2 separate regions of the Salvelinus alpinus genome follow, and region 2 is linked to region 1. A link is a contact called in public Hi-C data. All regions are on one chromosome and are shown on one strand. The core of a region is the stretch at or near the end of the contact, and the rest is flanking DNA. Distances in the headings are between cores, read along the strand shown.

The links. A called contact is a pair of places that touch in the nucleus more often than the background predicts.
Region 2: a Hi-C map of muscle shows a contact between it and region 1, with 6 times the contacts expected there. The contact joins the promoter of usp24 here to the promoter of prkaa2 in region 1. A contact is called at or near these places in 2 of 3 Hi-C or Micro-C datasets (muscle and red muscle).

The regions. Positions count from the first base shown.
Region 1 is chr6:30,541,869-30,547,074 of SLU_Salpinus.1, forward strand. It overlaps prkaa2 (protein kinase, AMP-activated, alpha 2 catalytic subunit), which reads right to left and starts at 3,390. Exons shown (of 11, transcript XM_071406284.1): 1 at 3,085-3,390; 2 at 1,780-1,921; 3 at 1,137-1,230. The coding sequence starts at 3,184.
Region 2 is chr6:30,734,483-30,739,886 of SLU_Salpinus.1, forward strand. usp24 (ubiquitin specific peptidase 24) reads left to right here and starts at 2,288. Exons shown (of 54, transcript XM_071406254.1): 1 at 2,288-2,678. The coding sequence starts at 2,406. It overlaps bloc1s2 (biogenesis of lysosomal organelles complex-1, subunit 2), which reads right to left and starts at 1,794. Exons shown (of 5, transcript XM_071406292.1): 1 at 1,379-1,794. The coding sequence starts at 1,550.

The sequences.
Region 1 (5,206 bases), core at 2,140-4,639:
TGTACACTCAAAAAAAAGACAACTAGTTGTTAACAAATTAACTGAAGCTATGGTACATGTTTCTAAATGGATGACTAATTCTTGCCTGCAATTAAATAGACAAGAGTGTTTGTATTTACTTCTCTAAGAAATCCATTGATTCTTCCCACCGAGCTGTTCTTGTTAATGGGGAGAATCTGAAAGTTGTGTCTAACTTCAGGTATCTTGGTGTCATTTTGGACTCCAAATTGACACTTAAGAAACATGTGAAGGTGGTTAACACGGTCAAGTTTGGATTATCCAACTTTAGGTTTATAAAACCTTTCCTTCCTCTGGAGGCCGCCAAACTATATATGCATGCTATGATCTTCTCACATCTGAGATATTCCCTCACATGCTGGTCACAAGCAAGAGCTACTATTCTGAAACCAATTGAATCACTCGACAAACAAACACTTAAGATTTTTGATAACAAACCAAACAGTTACCACCATTGTCATATAATTTACAAACATAATTTATTAGTCTGGATAGCTTTAAGCAGTATGCAGATGCAAATCTTGTCTTTAAGATCCTGCATAGTCTTGCCCCTCCACCCCTATGCCAGCATATCATGCTCAAGGAGAGCACCTCCAGGATAACAAGGGCAGTAACTAGAGGGGATTGCGTTGTCCCTTTTCGACACAGTAAAATTGGCCTTCTCTGTTAGCGCTACAATATACTGGAATGCAATGTCTATGGACTTGAGAAGCTGCACTGATTATTGTACTTTTAAATTTGAATTGAAAACATGGCTAAATCTATACAAACCTGTACACACGAGTTATTTGTGGTTCCTCATATGTAAGACGACAGTTGATGATAGTGTTGTTGTTGTCGTTAGAATTATATATGGTATATTATTGGATGTAATGTATTTGTATTTTGTATTGTTTTAGTGAGTATTTGTATAATGGCTGTGTAATTGTCCGTAGCTGCCTTGGGACTATGGGTGCAAATGATCTTTTGGCTAACCCCGGCACGTTTACATGGATGTTGCATTATTGTAATATTGATGTTGATTAATGTGCATTGTCCCCTGTAAATAAATCAAACAAACAACCAGACAGTCAGTCATTCAGTCAGTCAGGCTTCAGTCAGTCAGAGGTATGTCTCACCCGTCCGTGTTTGCAGATGTAGTCAAACAGCTCTCCTCCTGAGACATACTCCATCACCATGAAGAAATCTGTAGGAGTACTGATCACCTGGTACCTAAAAACACACCACACACACACACACACAAACACATATATCTTACAGAAGCTAATACGTCTGCCATAGCTCACAATGTCACTGTGGCCTAACCCTAAAAATAACATGGAGAGAGAGACACCTGGAAAGGGATTTACCCAAGTAGGAATTATAAACTTTTATCTTCTTAACCAGTTTTCAGCTAACCGGAGCAAACTGATTCCTTGTGGGAGAGAGAGCAAGCAAGAGAGGTCGGAGACTAGAAACGTGGGAAGGGATTTACCCAAGCAGGAATTATAAATTTCCATCTTCTTAACTAGAGATTTCCTCTAAATGGAATTCCTTGTGGGTGTGTGGGAGAAAAAGAGGGGGGGCAGGCTCCTGAGGCCCATAGTAAACAAACACAGTGTGTGTGGGTATGTGTGTGGGGGAAAGAGGGGGGGGGGGGGTGCTCCTGGGGCCCATAGTAAACAAACACAGTGTGTGTGGGTATGTGTGTGGGGGAAAGAGAGGGGAGGGTACTTCTGAGGCCCATAGTAAACAAACACAGTCTGTATGCGTTATCCTCACAGTTTGATGATGTGAGGGTGTCTGAAGAGTTTGAGGTTCTGTATCTCTCGTTTGATCTTGCCCACCACGTCCAGACTCCTGATCTTCTGTCTGTTCAGGATCTTCACTGCCACCTTATGACCTGTCAACTGGTGCTCTCCAACTAACACACACACACACACACACACATGAACCAACTGGAATGTCCAAAGTTTGTCAAAAAAAAGTATAATAATATGTAGTGTGTTCAACTGCTGTAGGCTACAGGTCAAATATTAAAAACAGTTGAGTGTTTTCCTCTGTTGCCAAGGTCACACAGACTACACTGAGGTAGATGCTATGCTCAGCTAAACGTTCATTGCCTGATAAAGAACAGAACCCTAGCTGTTTCAGAGTAGTCAACAAGACATGATTCATCACTATTTTTACATTACTGGACTAGCTATATCTATCTATTCACAACAATAAGAAACGTAGATAACAAACCGGTAAGCAGGGAAAACACAACATACCAATTACAGTAAGCCTAAAGCCATACACATAGATTACAAGGTGAATCAATCAAGTGTGTCTGTCTGATAGTCTGTCTGTACTCTGTAGCTCATGGTTAGTCAGTATAACAATTTAGCAATATTGTCTGTTTGCTACAATGTAGCAACACTTATTGTTGGCTAGTTCCTGATTACACACTGTCACACTCATGTCTCGAATCAAACACACCTCCTGCAGTGCAGGGGGGAGAGGAGGAGGGGGGTCTGAATTCTACAAGGTCACGTTGAGACTGCTAGAAAATATGAAACTTGACGAGGCGTTCTAGATTCTCATTCTGTCCATGCCATTGTATGGTTTACATGATCGGGGAACACTGGTGATGATAAGCACTATTAAACTATAACGGTCATGTTTATTTTCATTTAAAAATGTCCTTTCCATAGCCATATAGGGCAAGTTTAAATGTCAAACGTTACTGTCACTAGCAAAGTCAACCTCCAACATTCACTGGCGGTCAGACGATACAATTATGTGTGACCTGTTTGTTTTTACACCATCATTGTTGTCGAAGGTAATTATGCATGCTTAGCCTATCATTACTGATAAGAAGGAGTGGACAGGCTAGCTAGATATGTTGCTGGAATAATTCACCTTTCAACAAACCTAAACCACATTCTCTACATATCAACCGAGACAACGTTAATCTAGCCTATTCGTAACTACGCAGCCACTGCTACGCATTTTGCGTAGCTATTTAAATAGTCCGCCGCAAAGTTACAATCAATAACAACAAATGTTCCCACGACATGACTGTTGAGAAGCACGCGACTTAACTCTTTACTTTGCCGAAGGTGCCGACGCCCAGAGTGTCTCCTAGGAGGTAATGTCCGATCTTCACTCGGCCGCCTTCATGTTTCTGCTGTCGTTCTGCCATCTTTACCGTTTAACGTTACACCGTTCCGGTAGGCTCGAGCTGGCTGTCTACACGGTGCGCGGGACCGCGGTACACTAGACCTGTGCGTTCAGTTCGCTTGAACGTTTGCTACGTTGCGGAACGGTTTGTACTGAACGACACGTTTCCACAAAACGTTCTTGAACAGACTTTGAGGTACATTTGCTACCGTTTGGTGGTTGTGGCTTGAAGCAACGAGTGACGTATTTAAAGGGCAGTGGCCATGCTGACAGCGATCCCCAAACGCTCCCTGTTTTTTAACTGGTGATTCAGTACAGCACCGTTTCCGTTTAATTGAACGTCCCAGAATGTAAAAATGTATTGAACGCAGCCCTGGGTTTGGGAAAACCTGCACTAGACAAGGCAATATCTATCCTATCGAACACCGACTGTGTGGTCTACAGTACAGCTCCAGTTGAGGGGTGTGGGGGGTTGTGTAGGTAAAAACATGACATGAGCTTTTAAACATTCCAAACAGATTAACATTCCATATGGTATTTAGTCTCAAAGTCTGCACACTCATCAATCATTTCAGCGATTACAGTATGCTCAGTTGGCTAAAGTAGGCCTATAGGCTTAAACCTATATATTGGGTCAGAATTCTATTACAGAACAGGTCACTGATGCTAGGCCTAATGTAGGCCCATTCATGTGACCTGTTATTACAGATAATGGCCTATATACTACACATCTACAGTATTATTAGTGGGCTGAATGTCTCACATTGGTGAGAGGCACAATCCCAAACACTACTGCTGTTTTCCATTATTCTTCCCCTCTAATCAGGGACTGATTCAAACATCAGTACTCTGTCCAGATTGGAGAACAGGGGTTGTTTCTGAACCGAGCACTGTATTGGTGAGAATTATATATTTTTTATTTCCCCTTTATTTAACCAGGTAGGCCAGTTGAGAACAAGTTCTCATTTACAACTGCGACCCGGACAAGATAAAGCAAAGCAGTGCGACAAAAACAACAACACAGAGTTAATCATGGAATGAACAAACGTACAGTCAACACAATAGAAAAATGTGTACCTCTACTGGGTGTAGTTAAGTATTTCCACCACCACTAGATGTCAGACAGAGCTCAGTGCTGATCCCCTGGCCTCATTGGTGTTGATCAGTCACACACTTTCATGCCTGGGATCGCTGCCCTTCGTGTTATGTCTATGAGCCTCACAAACAGACTGAAGACAACAATACTCAACGTCAATGACAGCCAGACAAACTGACAGACAGACTGACCGATGAAACTCTCAATATGCAGACAGAAAAAAAACATATGCTTATTCTAAACTGAACTCTACACAGACAGACAATATCTATTTTGGCTTCAACAACTTTACAGTACAACGCCAGAGACCACATCATGAGGTTTGGACATAATGGCTAAGAAGGTGTTGGACAGAAGAGACAATTGGGGGCCTGAATACCGCCAAATGGTGCTGCACTGAGATCATTGGAGGTGTGCTGAAGGACAAGAGATATTGAAGAAGGGGTTGTGTAGCATCCTTATTGCATTGCAGTGCTCAAGGCGTCACTACAGACCCGGGTTCGATCCCAGGCTGTGTCACAGCCGACTGTGACCGGTAGATCCATGAGGTGGCGCACAATTGGCCCAGCGTCGTCCAGGTTAGGGGAGGGTTTGGCCGGCCGGGATGTCCTTGTCCAATTGCACTCTAGCGACTCCTTGTGGCAGACCGGGCGCCTGCAGTCTTACGGTGTTTCCTCCAACACATTGGTGCGGCTAGCTTTGGGTTAAGTGAGTAGTGTGGCTTGGTAGGGTCGTGTTTCGGAGGACACATGACTCTCGACCTTCGCCTCTCCCGAGTCTGTAGGGGAGTTGCAGCGATGGAACAAGACTGTAACTACCAATTGGGGAGAAAAGAAAGGTTCTAAGTGCACACACAAAAAAAAGCCTATTTACTCTGTTCCATTTGATGGGCTGAGTCAGCCCAGCCAGGCATTGTCTCATCAGCCCAGCCAGGCATTTTATTAACTT
Region 2 (5,404 bases), core at 1,038-3,537, 190 kb after region 1:
ACAATCACCTGACCTTAACCCAATTGAGATGAGTTGGACCGCAGAGTGAAGGAAAAGCAGCCATCAAGTGCTCAGCACATGTGGGAACTCCTTCCAGGTGGATCTGGTTGAGAGAATGCCAAGAGTGTGCAAAGCTGTCAAAGGCAAATGGTGGCTACTTTGAAGATCCTAAAACATATTTTTACTTGTTTAACACTTTTTTGGTTACTACACGACTCCATGTGTGTTATTTCATAGTTTTGATGTCTTCACTATTATTCTACAATGTAGAAAATAGTAAAAATAAACCTTGAATGAGTAGGTGTGTTCAAACTTGACTGGTACCGTACATACACACACAAAAGTATGTGGACACCCCTTCCAATTAGCAGATTCGCCTATTTCAGCTACATCTGTGCCGACACATCTATAAAATCGAGCACAGACATGCAATCTCCATAGACACACATTGGCAGTAAAATGGCCCGTACCGATGAGCTCAGGATGCCATCTTTGTCAGTTCATAAAATGTCTGCTCTGCTAGAGCTGCCCTGGTCAACTGTAAGTGCTGTTATTGTGAAGTTAAAACATCTAGGAGCAACAACGGCTCAGCCACAAAGTGGTAGGCCACACAAGCTCACAGAACAGGATGACCGAGTGCTGAAGCGCATAGAAATCGTCTGTCCTCAGGTTGCAACACTTGCTGAATGGAAGCTAGTCCCCACAGCAATGTTCCAACATCTAGTGGGAAGCTTTCCCAGAAGAGTGGAGGCTGTAATAGCAGCAAAGGGGGACCAACTCCATATTAATGCCCATGATTTTGGAATATGTTCAACGAGCAAGTGTCGACATACATTTGGTCATGTAGTGTATATATTAACTCAGTTGGGGTCTCAACTTACTGTTTAGAGTTAGAATACACAAGGTGCAAGTTCAACATGTAGTTGTTACATCAGCAGTTTCTCTTGTTTTGTCAGTCAGACAGTCACTCAATTAGCCATGTCAGTTAACAATTTTTAGATTGTCTAGTCAGTTAGTCTAGTCAGTTATCATGGCCAAATACCGCCCAGGGGCACTAACCTCCATGGGAGCCCCATTGATTTTGTGAGTCACTCTCACTCAGATACTGTATAATTAACATGGCATCATGGCAAAATGTGTAGAATTGCAGGGCCCCCTCACTTAGGGTCCCCAAAAGGCTATAGTCGGCCCTTATGGTACTAACACCAGTCTAGTATCAGAAGATGGCCAGAGTAAACAACAAACAAAGTGTTAATCTTCTTGCTCTCAATAACTAAAATAGCGCATCAACTTGCAGCCAGGGCGTCTCCATTGGCCCATTTGTGTTTGTTGACCTGCTACGGCTAGCTGGAATTGGAAGCTAGCAAGCACCACTCACTGCTGCTGGTAGGCTTCTTGGGCGCAGCGGGCACAACCTGGCCGTCAGCAGCAGTCTCGCCAGGCTCTCCCCGGGTTTCAGAGCTCCCTCCCAGGCTGAGGACGGTAGGATGGGCCGGGGGTACTCTGGAGATGCTATCCATCGCAGCAGCCTCCTCTCCCGTGGCCGCCATCTTGCCTTTCCGTCAGTCACATGATGGAGTTTCACGTGACATTTATTGTCGTCTCTACCTTCTTGCCCTTTGTGCTGTTGTCTGTGGCCAATAATGTTTGTACCATGTTGTTGTCATGTGTTGCAGCTATGCTATGTTGTTATCTTAGGTCCCTCTGTATGTAGTGTTGTCATGATGTGTGTTTTGTCCTATATTTGTATTACATTTTGTAATGTTTAATCCCAGCCCCCGTCCCCGCAGGAGGCCTTTTGCCTTTTGGTAGGCCGTCATTGTAAATACGAATTTGTTATTAACTGACTTGCCTAGTTAAATAAAGGTTCAATAAAAAAATAATAAAAGGTTAAATAAAATAATAAAAATTAATTATTCCCCCTCTTCTGAATTCGAGCTACACCAGTTGACTTGACAGGTGCGTGCTACGTCGTGTGGTTGTCAACACTCACCATCATCACAGAAACAATATCACGATTCATTTATATTTTTCCTATTCATATTGATTGATAGTTTTATATTGTTTTGTCATTGTTCGAGTGTAGTGAGCTCGAGCTGTCCATGCTGTTTTGCCTGTAGTCGTGTTGCATTATGAACCCTTCGAATCAGTGTGAAACATAATGTTAGTGTTTGCAGAGCTAACTAGTCAGCCTAATGTTAGATGTTTTGGGGTAAAAAAAAGAGGATCCTCAAGTCCTCTCTTCGGTTCATATGGGTGGGTCAGAGTGCTGACGTTCTACGCAGGAAGTGTCCAGTGAACCATCGTGACAGCCTGCGTGATTGTAAACATGGCGCCATGCTCCGCTACAGGACTGTGCTGTTTTACATCCCGTTTGTAGCTAGCCTGAGACACAAAACTTAACCATGGAGACAGAAGAGGAGCAACATATGACAACTCTCCTCTGCATGGGTTTCCCAGATGCAGTGGCGATACGCAAGGCGCTACGCCTGGCGAAGAACGACATCAACGAGGCTGTGGCGCTCCTGACCAACGAAAGCCCCGGTCTTGGGTATGGATATGAGCCGATGGAGAGTGGCCCTGCCCCAGGCCCAAGTGGAGACGGGGAGTCCAGCGGGCGGACTGGGACTGGAGGGTTCGACCCACCTCCCGCATACCACGATGTGGTGGAGAGCGAGGTATGGGTGAAGAAGGATAGTAACGTTAGTTCGCTGGCTTCGTAAGCTAGAACACAAGCTAGCTAACGTCGTTAGCGCTATCAAATCTAGCGATGATGATGATGGCTAGGTAGCCAGACAGGGCTCGCCCTACAATACTGCATAGCGCCCTCCGCTCATGCCTGGCTGTCAAAATATAGAAGGAAAATCCGCGGCATGCATAACTCAATTTACAGTTAGCTCAATCTCGGTCTGCATAAATTCGACACCCGGCTAGTTGAGTTGTAAATACAGCACTATATACTTTCATCATCAGTATTGACATTGGGTGCACACGAGCCACCATCCGATTCAGAATGTAACTGTTGCTAGACAGCTAGCTAGGTAGTTAGCGGGGAATGTGCGAATCTCTAACGTTACATGGGCAAACTTGCTAACCAACTAACTAGTGTTTGCAATAGTTATTAATAAAGCCGGTTTGCAGAGTGAATGTGGTGATATTAAGATCTTCGCATTCATTATCTTGGGGAAATGCACATCTGTATGCAGCTTAGCATAATGTAATGGAGCTAGTGATAATGCCCGAGAAGCCGGTGTTTGTTGGATATTGGCACCGGTGTTGTTAGGCCGGAGACGAAGTCCATAGGTAGCCTAGCGGTTAAGAGCGTTGGGCCAGTAACCGAAAGGTCACTGGTTGGAATCCCTGAGCCCACTACGTGAATAATCCGTCGATGAGCAAGGCACTTAACCCTAATTGCTCATGTATGGGCTCTGGATAAGAGCGTCTGTTAACTAAAATGTAGCTAGCCAACGTTAGCTACGCGAACTAAGCTGGCTATAACTAGGTACATTAGAGAAGCTGAGATTTCGCAATCGCCCGTGAACCTGATGTGGCCATCTTGTGCTTTAAATATTGTCTAATAAAGAAAGTTATTTTTAATTGTTCATAGTCCAGTGACAACGTGATGTCTAACCCGTCTGAACTACATGATGTCTAACTAAACTCCAGCATACAGCAGCTGCAAGCTAGCTAGAGAGCATCAAGGAGGGGCAGGGCAAAACCGTTTTGGTGATTTGGGTATCAAAATAACTCAATCGCAGACGTTTTTGGTCTCATTCAGCGGTTTTTACCTGATTTGAGTAAAATACCATTGGACATTTTATGTTGAAAGATCAGTTTGTATTCCTAATACTTAAATTGAAAATGATGCTGTTGCTGCTTCCTGTTAAGACGTAATGATAGTCCAATGTCAAAACAGTTTTAAAGTGTCCAAATCAAGAACCAATAACAGTTTGTGAGAATATTGAAAACATGAAATGTACTATCTACATATACATGTGCAACAATAGTAATCGTATGTATTTTTTTTAAGGAGCTACTTATAAACTGCACAAGCTCCAAAACCTTGTTGTTTTTTCAAGTGGCAATACATCACTCAACGATTGGGGTGGGGGTATGCACTGTTTAAACTACCACAACTCTAAAACCACATGGAACTGGATAGGCAGTATTTTTACATCACTGGTTAGAGGACAACCTCCAGAACAGTCAGCTACATTTTGGAATGTTGCATTTTGATAAGGGGGTCAGAAGCCAGGACAACAACCTCTCCCTCAACGTCAGCAAGACAAAGGAGCTGGTCGTGGACTACAGGAAACAGAGGGTCGAGCACGCCCCCACTCACATCGACTGGGCTGTAGTGGAGGGGTCGAGAGCTTCAAGTTCTTCGGTGTCCACATCACTAAGGATCTATCATGGTCCACACACACCAACACAGTCGTGAAGAGGGCATGACAACACCTCTTCCCTCTCAGGAGGCTGAAAAGATTTGGCATGAGCCCTCAGATCCTTTTTTAATTTTTTATTTACAGCTGCATCATTGAGAGCATCTTGGCTGGCTGCATCACCGCTTGGTATGGCAACTGCTTGGCATCCGATCGTAAGGCGTATCTCTCTAGTCTAGCGGTTAGGGTACCATCTCCATTCTCTACACACAGCAGATTATGTCCGCTGTCTTCATTGCTGTGCGAAACCGTGTGCATGGTGACGTTGATCACCAGGGTGTGGGCGTGTGTGTGTCTGACACCCGGGTTGCATTCAGTAGGTCACAGCATTGCAAAATGTTTTCAAATGGACCCCATTTTCCAGGAACCGTCTGCATCAAAAGCAGCCCTGTTTTGTTTTTATATTGAAAACATGTATTTCAGGTTACATATTCAAATGGTTCACATTCACACCATTGTGCCAGACAAATCTCCGTCTCACTCTTTCTCCTCCATCTCTCTCTCCAGCTTGTTTTTTGCGTCTCTGCTGTTTGTGCCTTAGGAGGCATGTCACGGGTCTGTGGCCCTGCATTCTCATCCTAAATATAGCTCCACACACACAAACATCCCTACATTCTCGAATGGTTACTTAGCTGCCCTGCGCAACATACGTACATGCGTACATAAACACATTAGCACACACACTCATTAAAAACACACACACCAGAAAGACATTGACACACTAACAAACACACCACACCCTGTCCTCCTGAGAGAAGCCCAGAGCTCCAGTCCTCCCCTTAGCTTCTCCTCAAGCAGGAAAACAGCACTAGTACTGTTATTGTTACTGTGTTAATAATGCTGAGAGGAAACAGTGATAACTGCCTATTGGTTCTGACCTGTTAAGAGACAGGTCAACAGTTCATACTGTCTTCTTGACCTCAAAAAGAGGTCTCTGATTGGACTGTGCTGTTCAGAGGTTT